Regions from separate parts of the Zea mays genome. Here region 2 is linked to region 1. The links are chromatin contacts, called in public Hi-C maps. All regions are on one chromosome and are shown on one strand. The core of a region is the stretch at or near the end of the contact, and the rest is flanking DNA. Distances in the headings are between cores, read along the strand shown. Region 1 holds the start of LOC103634435. Region 2 holds the start of LOC100382023.

Region 1 (5,164 bases), core at 724-3,223:
CTGCTTAAAAAAAAGAGTCATCCGGAAAAAAAACAATGGTTAAGAGAACAATAACAATATACCAAGTATACGTGTTCTCCATCTCTACTGCCATATAGTTCCTCCGTTCCAATTTATAATTCTTTTGACCTTTTTAATCTAAATTTGACCGACTCACGTTATTAAAAAAAAGGTCACAATTATTATAAATTTTTACTATATTATTTTTTAGCATATAATATACTTTAGTTTTGGCTTTGAATTTTCCAGTTTTTTGCAAAAAAAAAAATCGAATAACACGGAACGGTCAAACTTGGTCCAAAAAAGTCAAACGAATTATAATTTGGAACGGAGTGAGTATATACTTGGCCAGAGAGAGAAATAAATATACATGGACACAAGCAATATATGCAAGAGAGGTGGTAATAAACGTATACGTACTGCCCTCCCGTTCTACGGAAGAAATGGAATTCGTGGTTTTCGAGAAATTAATCATTATATATAGACAATTGTATAAAAATGTTACTGAAATGAAACAATTAATGGGAGTATACTCCTATTTACCTTGCCTCCTTTGCTTGCATCGTCTATCTATATTGTATTTGAAGAAAATAATCAATGTGCCTCTGGATTCTCTGATGATGTACGTACTAGCAGGAAATGAATGATGTGATTATATTCCATTCTTCTTTAGAAGACGGAGATCTCTGTGCTGTATATTATAGCAGTGGCCTCTGACTGCACCTCGTCAGTTTCCCTAATATTAAGGCACCCAATTTTTTTGGTGTGTGTTCATCTATATCTATACCACTATGGCAGTATATAATACTCCCTCCATATTTTTTTATTTGATGTTTTCATTTTTGTGCTGTTTAACGTCAAATATAAAAAGATGGAGGTAGTACAACACATAAAATTTACAGAACCCATTAAATCAAATCAACCCACATTCATAACATTCACTAAATAATCCATCAAATAAATTGCACACTGACTTAACACATCATCAAAACCAACGGTTCAGATCGATGGATACCTCTCTTACTCACTCAAGTCAATGAACAATATTATGTGAATTAATTCTTGTCACTCATCCCTCTACCTCTAACCACGATTCTGTCGTTCTCTCCCCTCACTCGCGCCGTCGCTGTCAACCCCTTCCCTCGTGCAGCCACCATTCTCTTCGAGATTAGCATTAGTATGTGCGATATATTAGTAAACCTCATGGATGCGAGATGGAATTTTTTCCCCTTGTACTGCTAGTAAAATTGTACTCAACGATCGGTACGGTCGAATGGGCCGATTCCTCATCCGCTTTCTAGCTAGGTAGGAAGGACATGTTATGCCGTTTGTGGAAATTAATCAAAATACGTACGTACGTGCCCGACACTTGTCAAAGACAAACAAAGATTTTGGCATCCATTTGTCGGTGCACAAGCACGTACGCTCTCGTCGACAGTTAACACGTTTAACTTGACTTTTGTAAACAACAGAGCGGAGATGTGTCTACAAACTCTACATACGCAGTCACTTTAGCGACGGATCGGAGAACCCCCAATGACGCATACATGACCTGGATGTCCTTATCGATTTTAAATATCCCCCAGCCCCCTGTTTTAGCACTCATCCTCCACATCTCCTTCCTTTTTCTTTTTTCTTTTTGTCCATATATAATTAGACCCCACAAATCGTATATATAATATTATTTTAAAGAAGAAAAGGCAGAATTAATCAATCTATTCTATCTATCTACAGGTAGCGAAGCCTCTATCCCTTCTCTGTATATATATAAGCAGCGGCAGGCGAGTGCAGAGAGACCCAGGTAGTACTAGGTAGGTAGCGAGAACGAAACCACTTCCACACCTTGTCAGAGCAGCAGCAGCCCGCAGCCGAAGATACCAAACCAACGCCACCTGGATCCCCACCGGACCCGACCCGACCCGATCCCAGAGGAGAAGGAGAGGGGGGGGGGGGGGGGGGGGGGGGGGGGGGGGGGAAAGAAGAATCGCCAGAAATCTTTTGCTGCCTCGCAGAGTCGCAGGGCGAACGAAAACCCATCTTCCCGATTCCGCCCGCGGCACTTTCCATTCGTCCCGATCGGATTCCTCCGTTTGCTCCAGCAATGGCGCACTTGGGCGGCCGCGTCCAGGGAGCCGACGGCGGGTGGTTCGTGCCCTGCGCCGACTCCGGGCGGTCGCTCCCGTGGGCGAGGGGCGGCGCCGGCGCCGGCGCGAGCGAAACGCTGGCGGCGGTCATGGCGAGGAGGGCGCCGGCGGCGGCGGCGATCCGGCGGGACGCGCTGCGCGCCGCGGAGGCGGCCGCCGGCGAGGTCGTGCTGCGCGTCCACCCCACCCGGGAGGCGGAGCGCCGCCGCCAGGACGTCATCGCCTACCTCAGGCGACTCATCGGCTCCTGCCTCGGCTGCGAGGTACACTGCGTGCGTGCGTGCGTGCGCCCCCGCTCCGATCCCTCTCCATTCCCCCCACCGTATATATGCATGGTGCCTCGATCGGCCGGGTTCTCGTCGTCGTCTTCAGCTTCGGGAGGGGAGGGAGAGAAAGGGAAGAAGGGGGGTTTAGCTTTTCCGTTTCGTTTCGTTTCGTGCGGCGGCGCTGCTTGCTGAACGGAAGCCTCGTGCCGCTGGCTGGCCCGCGCTGCGTACCCGCAACCCCGATCCCAATCGCATCGCCGCGTACTGCACTGCACGCCGTCGCTCTCGTCTCGTCGTCTAGGACCTGGTGGAGTGGTGGGTCCTAGTAGGCCTAGGCTCATGCTCGTCGTCGTCGATGTTCATGTGTGTAATTAGACTAGATCATCATCATTATTATAGAGATACAAAATATTTTCTCATTAATTAACATAATATTTTTTATGCTTGTTATTATAACATATAAGTACGACGTATCATATAATCCTGTACTGTCGTCCTATTTTACTGATTTGCCGTTGACACTGTCGCATGATGGTTTAGACCCTGTCGCTAGTGACGTGACGTGGACTATGTGGTCGCTGTCGCCGCAGCCCGCAGGGGATATGTAGCCCGTAGCTTTCTCCGCGTCCTTTCTTTCTTGCGAAAAAGACACACACGTGCCATGGGCATGGGCCCATGGCTATTTTTTTTCTCCGTACATGGCTGTTCTCTTCATGCGCGTAGTATTTGCGTGTGCCTCTGCAATGCTCTCCTGTAGTCTTGTTGGTTCGCTGGCCGCTGCCGCTGCATTCGACAACTGCTGCTACCACTGTTCAGGCAGCTCAAATGTGTCCGCCTGCTCTAGCTACATGCCACGGCAGAGGGCATGCATGCCTATAGCTTATAGACGAGCGTGCATGCCCGGGCCTGACCATTTTTAGGCTAATGCAGCGAGCATATCCTATTTATATTTACTGATGAAATCTGGTGACCACGCTTTCATGTCAACCTCCTCGGCTTGCTGTGGCCACAGACTAACAAGGCAACAATATTTGAGATACGGATAGATGCCACAGAGCAGGAGCGATCAGCGTACACGTAGACGTAGGTTCCTTCCGCACTTCCTGCCACCGTACTGCGTTCAACTGTGGTGCACGCATGAGATCTGGAAACTTTTGCTTTGTGTTAAGGTTTGAGTAGGGCCGTGGAGAAGGGGAAAGCAGATAGAGTTGGGAACAGGAAGAAGAGGCAGGAAGACGGCGAGTATTATATTTCTTCTCCAAATTCTTGTTATCCGGTTATTACAATCTCAACGTATTTATGGGACGCAGCCCAAGCTCATTCGGCCCACTCCGGCCCATGAACGCGTGTGTATGGATGCCGAATTCGAACTTCACGCGCCTTGTCCTCCTATGCTCCCGCCGTTTCTTCAGTGTCGTTCGCCGAACTGCTGAAACTTTGTCTGCAATTAAAAAAGGCACCGTGTTGGCTACATCCACATTTCCTCGTTGGTTTGCTGATGTTAGTGTAGTGCAAAGCACATTTTCTCAGTGTATTTTCTTATCAGTTCGCAGCACCTTATCTCCTTTCTTTTAAACTTCAGCACACACATTTTATTTACTGAAACAAAAATGATCTCCTTTATTTTGAACTGCTGTTTCTGTAACATCATATGATCCCCAGGTCTTTGCGTTTGGATCAGTGCCTCTGAGGACGTATCTCCCCGATGGCGACGTTGATATAACTGTACTGGGGAACACATGGTTAAACAGTACATTCATCGATGATGTCCGCAGCATGCTCCAGTCGGAGCAGGAAAACTGTGACGCCGAGTTCAAACTCACAGGCTTGCAGTTCATCAACGCTGAGGTACGGTACATATTCCTACTTGTGCATCTTGCCCACTTTTGTGTCAAAGTAGTTGACACTTGATACTACACACTATTTTTTTCTTGGCACATTTTGATATATATATTGCCCTTGTGCTAACTTTGATTCTATTGTTCAACTAGGTTAAGCTTATAAAATGTGTTATCGAGAACATTATAGTGGATGTCTCTTTCAACCAGATTGGAGGGGTGTCCACGTTCTGCTTTCTTGAGCTGGTAAGCAAATGCTCCACATGCACTTTTTGGGTTTGAAGAACACTATAGATTCAACGAGTTACTGTTACTCCCTTAGGTTGACCGTCAGATTGGGCAGAACCATTTGTTCAAAAGGAGCATTATGTTAATAAAGGCCTGGTGCTACCATGAAAGTCGCATATTAGGAGCACACCATGGACTGATATCTACTTATGCCTTGGAAACACTTGTTCTTTACATATTCAATATGTTCCACAAGTCTCTGCATGGTCCTCTTGAGGTAATAATTTTTGGAACCCAGAACTTCGTTGGACCTCTTTACAAATATGTTTAACTGATATTTGAACGGACCCTTTTGCATGCACTGCCTGCTTTTTTTAACAGGCACTTTATAGGTTTTTGGAATATTTTAGCAAGTTTGACTGGGATCGGTATGGCATTAGCTTAAATGGTCAGGTTGATTTGTCATCATTAACTGGTGAGTCATATGCTCTTGTCTTGTTTTATATATATGAATCGCCAGTGGAATGATCTCTTGTCTAATTGTTAAAATTTGCAACTTGCAGTGGAACCTACAGATGTACAAGGCGAATCATTGCTTGGCAAAGAATTGCAACAAGGCTATTTGGATAGGCTTGTTGTAATTCCAAATGAGTTTGACGGATGTGGCACACAATTTCGCCAGAAGTTT
Region 2 (4,977 bases), core at 2,009-4,508, 140 kb before region 1:
GCATCGTCGGCAGAGAAGAGAAGTCGGCGGCACCGGCATCTTCCTCCCTTGGTGCGCAGAATATGGATGCTGAAAATTCACAGTTTCACGGAGCAGATTAGGATCTCTCTCCGCAGTTTAGAGCCCGTTTGTCAGGTTTAGAGCTCGCAGTCGTGCTGTGCCGTGCGTAAAAGTAATCGTCGAGTGTTCTGTAAATATTCCTGTTGAGACCCAACGCTGAAGCGCGCGTCTGTTGCTGTGCTGCCCTGAATAAAAGTACAGAGGATGAGAGGAATATGTTTCTTTATTTCTGTTAGTTGCTTCACTCAAATGCAGCACACATATAGGGACCTCTAATTTATAGACAAAAGCTAGTGTTTCTGTTATATGGGTCACATGGCCTTCTTAGGCTACATGGTTTCTTAATACTCCCCTTGGCTCTATGAGTGCGAGATGCAATGCCCGAAAACTCTATGAAAATCTAGTGGAAATAAATTGGAGGAAGGGTATGTTGCTCATGTTCATTGTGTTGCACGAATTACCTCGTTAAAAATCCCAAGTGTGAAAGTGAAAGTTTCATGAAAACTCACATAAGGGAAAAGGAGTATAATTCACCTAAGCTTCAAGTGAACTTCAAGATCCTCTTAGGTACTTAAACTTCACGTTTAAGGTTTATTTAAGAGTATGTGAAAGTTTTCCCCCCAGAGACCTGCAACTATCGAAGTCTCATTATTACTAATCCTCGGTTCAAAGGATGATACTGAAAGAATTTTGTGAACAAATTGACAAGATTATCACATGACTTACTATGCAAGATTTTGATTTCACTGATCTTATGAAGTCCTTATGCATAAAAGAACTTGGGCTTTATATGTTTTGTAGGGTTGCTCTTTACATATCCCATTCGTACTTGTGCAACACAAGGTGCACTATCTTCATAAATGATAGTTGGAGTTTGCTCAATAATTAATCCACACGATAATTGGATATCGTTGATCATTGTTGGTAGCCATGCACATTCATGTGATGCTTCATATAGTGTAATAATTTCAGATTGGTTTGTCGAAGTTGAGACCAAAGTCTATTTGAACGACTTCCATGATATAGTAGTTCCACCATAAAAATATATATACCCAATTTATGACTTGCATGAATACAGATCAAACAAGTATCCTACATATGCATAGCCAATCAAGTTCAACTCTTGGTTTTCCCTATAAAGTAAGCCTAGGTCCTTGCTTCTTTCAACATAGCGAAATATGCCCTTGATCCTTTCTAATGTCGTTTGATGGACACACCGGATGTACGGTGTCACATCTAAATTTAAGGGCAAATCTGGATGCATCTCATATGTGCGGCAGAAACAAGATCCACACATACAATGACTTATTGTATAGAGACGGATGTCATAACTTTATTACATAATGAGAATGTCTTATAAAATAACTGATAGTAAATAAATCGAGCTAAGATATCTATCTCCATGACACCATAGTTGACTGGGAGACGACGCCTAGATCTCGTAGAACTCATTGTAGTAGTCCTCCTCTGATGATACCTGCTCTTCACCTGGTGTTGTTATAGAAAGGGTGAGCTCTAATACGATCATCGCACAACACATATAGGAAATAATGTGCATGAGCTTACTTATGGTGGGGGCTCATGTGTAGTGTTTGAGTCGCTTATGACTGTGAGCACGACTAATATATTAGCGTCGAGACGTGTAACCTCGAGGCCAATGATGATAACTCTGAGGTAAAAGTCCATTTACCTGAATTGACAGGCCTGAGTCGGTCCGTCAAGCTAAGATTTTGTGCAGCCCTAATTGGCAGGCTAACCGTGAGAGTTTAATTTAGCCACGCTAGAACGATTAGCATGACTTAGTTTTTTTGAATGTATTATATTATATTTAGAAATAGTATATATATCTATAAAACTGTAAAAAATGAGAAGAAAAAAAAACCATTGGCAGAGTCGCAGGGAAAGGCCATTCTGGGCCGATAGTGGCGGACCTGGGCTGGGCCCAACCAACCATTCTTGAGAGTTGAGACTGGAGTACTGATGTCCACGTTGATGGAAATATTCCCTCGGTTGAGATTAGGCAGAGACAAGGTGTCCACGACGGGGCAGGGATACTTCTTCTCAACGACACAAGGGCAAGGCGTGCGCCCGGCATGGAAGCTGTCTGTCTGTGGAGCGCCGGGCGGGTGACGGCAGCGGACAACGCATGCATACGCATGCTCTGGCCCTGGCAGCTTCACGGTCACGCCGAGTCCGCCCGCGACGCGGACGCGCCTCGCCTCGTCGTCCATCGACGTCGTCGTCGTCGTCGTGGCAACCGTCACCACCACCGTCTGGACTGGAAAGTTATCGGATTGCCTCCCTGCCGCGCGCCGAGGCGGAGCGGAGGCTACAAGTGACGAGTTCACGTCGTTGGCGCGTGTTGTGACTTGTGAGCGGAGGCCGGGGCGCCACGCCAGCGCGGTCGGCCGGCTCAGGTTCCCACCTGTCACTAGAGTACTAGCTGCAGCAGCAGCAGCAGCAGCTGAAGGCGACGTTACGTTACTACACGGTGCGTGCGGAGGCGAGCCCGCCGGATCGCCCGCCCGGCATTGAAGTGTCTCGTGCCCCCTACAGTAACCACGTGTCTTGCTTCTTGCCTGCGCGTTCTGCCGGCGGCACACCACAACTGCATGCACGTCGATTGGCACGGACGTCAATGGCGCGGCGCCCACGGGTTTCTTTTTTTCCTTTTTGCTCCATGACCCATCAGAGCGTCGTAATATGTGACGACGATGGTGCATGAAACAAACAAGGCAGGCAGGCAAGGCACGCTGCACGCCTGGCGGCAACAGCCATCCCTGCCATCGTCGTCGTGGACGGGAAAGAGAGCAACACAGGCAACGCACGCTGGTTCCCCCGGCAGCAAGAAATACAAAAAGGCAGCAGACCAGAGCATGTCGTGCTTGCCATGGCTCCAGCCTCCAAGCAGCACCCCGAAAGTGCCCATCACTTTGCTTGCTTTCCTGTCCCTTTTTTTCCCAGAAGAAATATATAAAAAATTTCGTCCACCTGCAACTCTCCTGTCCTGCAAGAGAGTGAGTGAGCACTACTCTATCTCTATGCTGCGCGCCTGCGACGAGAGGAGAGGAGGATGGGCTGTTGCTGTTCTGTTTGTTTTACTACTACTATACTACTAGTACAACCACCCCTGCCTCCCGTCTCGTTTTCCATTCCTTGTCTTCCCCGCACCGCACCCGCATCCGCATGCACCAATCGCCACCAGCGACCGCCCCGCGGCTGTGCCTGTGGGTGCGCGCGTTCGTTGTCCCCTCCACGTCCACCGGAAAGCTACGCCTCCCCCACCGCCTCCTCTAGCGTCTCGGCCCGTCTCCCTCTCACTCTCTCTCGCTCTCGCTCTCTCTCTCCGTGGGTGATGCGCTCAGCCGACCTCTTCTGACCGGCGGAGTGGCTGCGCTCGCCGGTCACCCATGGCTATGGCGGGCGCCGGCGCGGCGGCGGCGGCGGCCAAGAGGTGCATGAACCCGGCCTGCGGCGCGCTGCCGGCGTCATCTGTGGTGGTCGGGGCGGGAGGGGACTGGAGGAAGGGCTGGCCGCTGCGATCCGGAGGCTTCGCCCTGCTCTGCGACAAGTGTGGGTACGGCCTTCCTCCTCCTCCCTGCCCACTCTGCTGCTTATCCGACTCCTATGCGCCGTCGGCGCCTCCTGCGGCTAGACTCCCGAATGGGGGGGCACCTCGATTGGATGGATGGATCGCTTCATGCCGTTCGGCTTCTCATCCCCTTTTGCGTCTCGATGCTTTGCCCTCCCCCCTCCTTTCCACTTCCTTTTTTTTAGACAATATATACAGAGGAAAAGAGGACGTGATTTCGTACGAGTACCTACCTGGCTACCTGCTAATAAAGGCGCGGCGATTTGCGCATCATTCGTCGCCGTGGATTCCCTAGCGAAACGCCGAAACCCAACAACATACTACAAGCGGATTTATGCGGAAATTCGGAAAACGTGCCGTACTCCGGAAAGCTGCGTTGACTCTGCCTCGTTTGCTGGAGTGTCTGGGTGGGTCGTGGAATTCTGACCGAGCGATTTGGTGCCAGTTGTTGGTTCACGGCCCTCGAGCTGCAATCGACAATTCCGTCAGTAGCCCAAGGATCCGGTTCATCGTTGCTGCTTTGCTTCATCCTTCTCTCTCTCAGTAAAGCCTTGTTGTTTAATTCCTACTAGATTGGCCCGTAATTTATATTGTGTGGTTTCTGGTGCACCTAGGTTGGCATATGAACAGTTCGTGTTTTGTGATATATTTCACCAAAAGGAATCAGGATGGAGAGACTGCTCATTTTGTGGCAAGGTGAGGTGGCGACTCAAGCCTGCAAATTCTGCTATGAGATCCTCTGCAGTTGAGTGTAGTCTGAGCCCGTGGTGACTTTGTCACTCATGCGGTCGACTGCAGAGGAATCGATTCTGCAAATTCTTGTGATGCCACAGTGTTCTTATGAAACTCTACTGTTTCAGCGCCTCCATTGTGGATGTGTTGCTTCAAAGAACTCTTATGATCTACTTGACAGTGGAGGAATTCAATGTGTCACTTGCATGAAAAATTCAGCAGCTCAGTCTGTAAGTCCCTTTTTTGTCACATTATTCACCTTTACATTTCAAATATTCTGATTATATTTTTTTACAGGCTTCTGGACAAGTGGTTCCAAAGCTCTTTCCATGTCCAAACAATCTGCTGTTTTTTGGTAAAAGCGACGAGTTATTGTCAAGCAGAAAATTTGAACAACCACCCTCTCTTATGTTGGATTCCAGAAATGATGATATTGCTATTGTAAATAAGAGTAGTCACCTGTTCATGGTAAGCGGCATAGAGGCTGGACAGAGCAGTAACATCTTGAGACAAAAAGAGATAGAGAATGGTCCAAGGCAGATTAAATGGGAACAACCAACCCTTAATATTGGGGACATGGGAAGACCTTTACT

The links. Hi-C and Micro-C count contacts between places; a contact is called where the count stands out from the background.
Region 2: a Hi-C map of leaf shows a contact between it and region 1, with 2.9 times the contacts expected there. The contact joins the promoter of LOC100382023 here to the promoter of LOC103634435 in region 1. A contact is called at or near these places in 3 of 25 Hi-C or Micro-C datasets (leaf, leaf mesophyll and tassel).

What each region holds. Positions count from the first base shown.
Region 1 is chr7:182,078,625-182,083,788 of Zm-B73-REFERENCE-NAM-5.0, reverse strand. It overlaps LOC103634435, which reads left to right and starts at 1,973. Exons shown (of 9, transcript XM_008655958.2): 1 at 1,973-2,407; 2 at 4,073-4,258; 3 at 4,402-4,494; 4 at 4,571-4,753; 5 at 4,858-4,951; 6 at 5,040-5,164. The coding sequence starts at 2,102.
Region 2 is chr7:182,222,284-182,227,260 of Zm-B73-REFERENCE-NAM-5.0, reverse strand. LOC100382023 reads left to right here and starts at 3,258. Exons shown (of 13, transcript NR_159436.1): 1 at 3,258-3,637; 2 at 4,267-4,348; 3 at 4,513-4,614; 4 at 4,682-4,977. It overlaps LOC100383090 (Vacuolar-sorting receptor 1), which reads left to right. Exons shown (of 12, transcript NM_001175761.1): 12 at 1-280.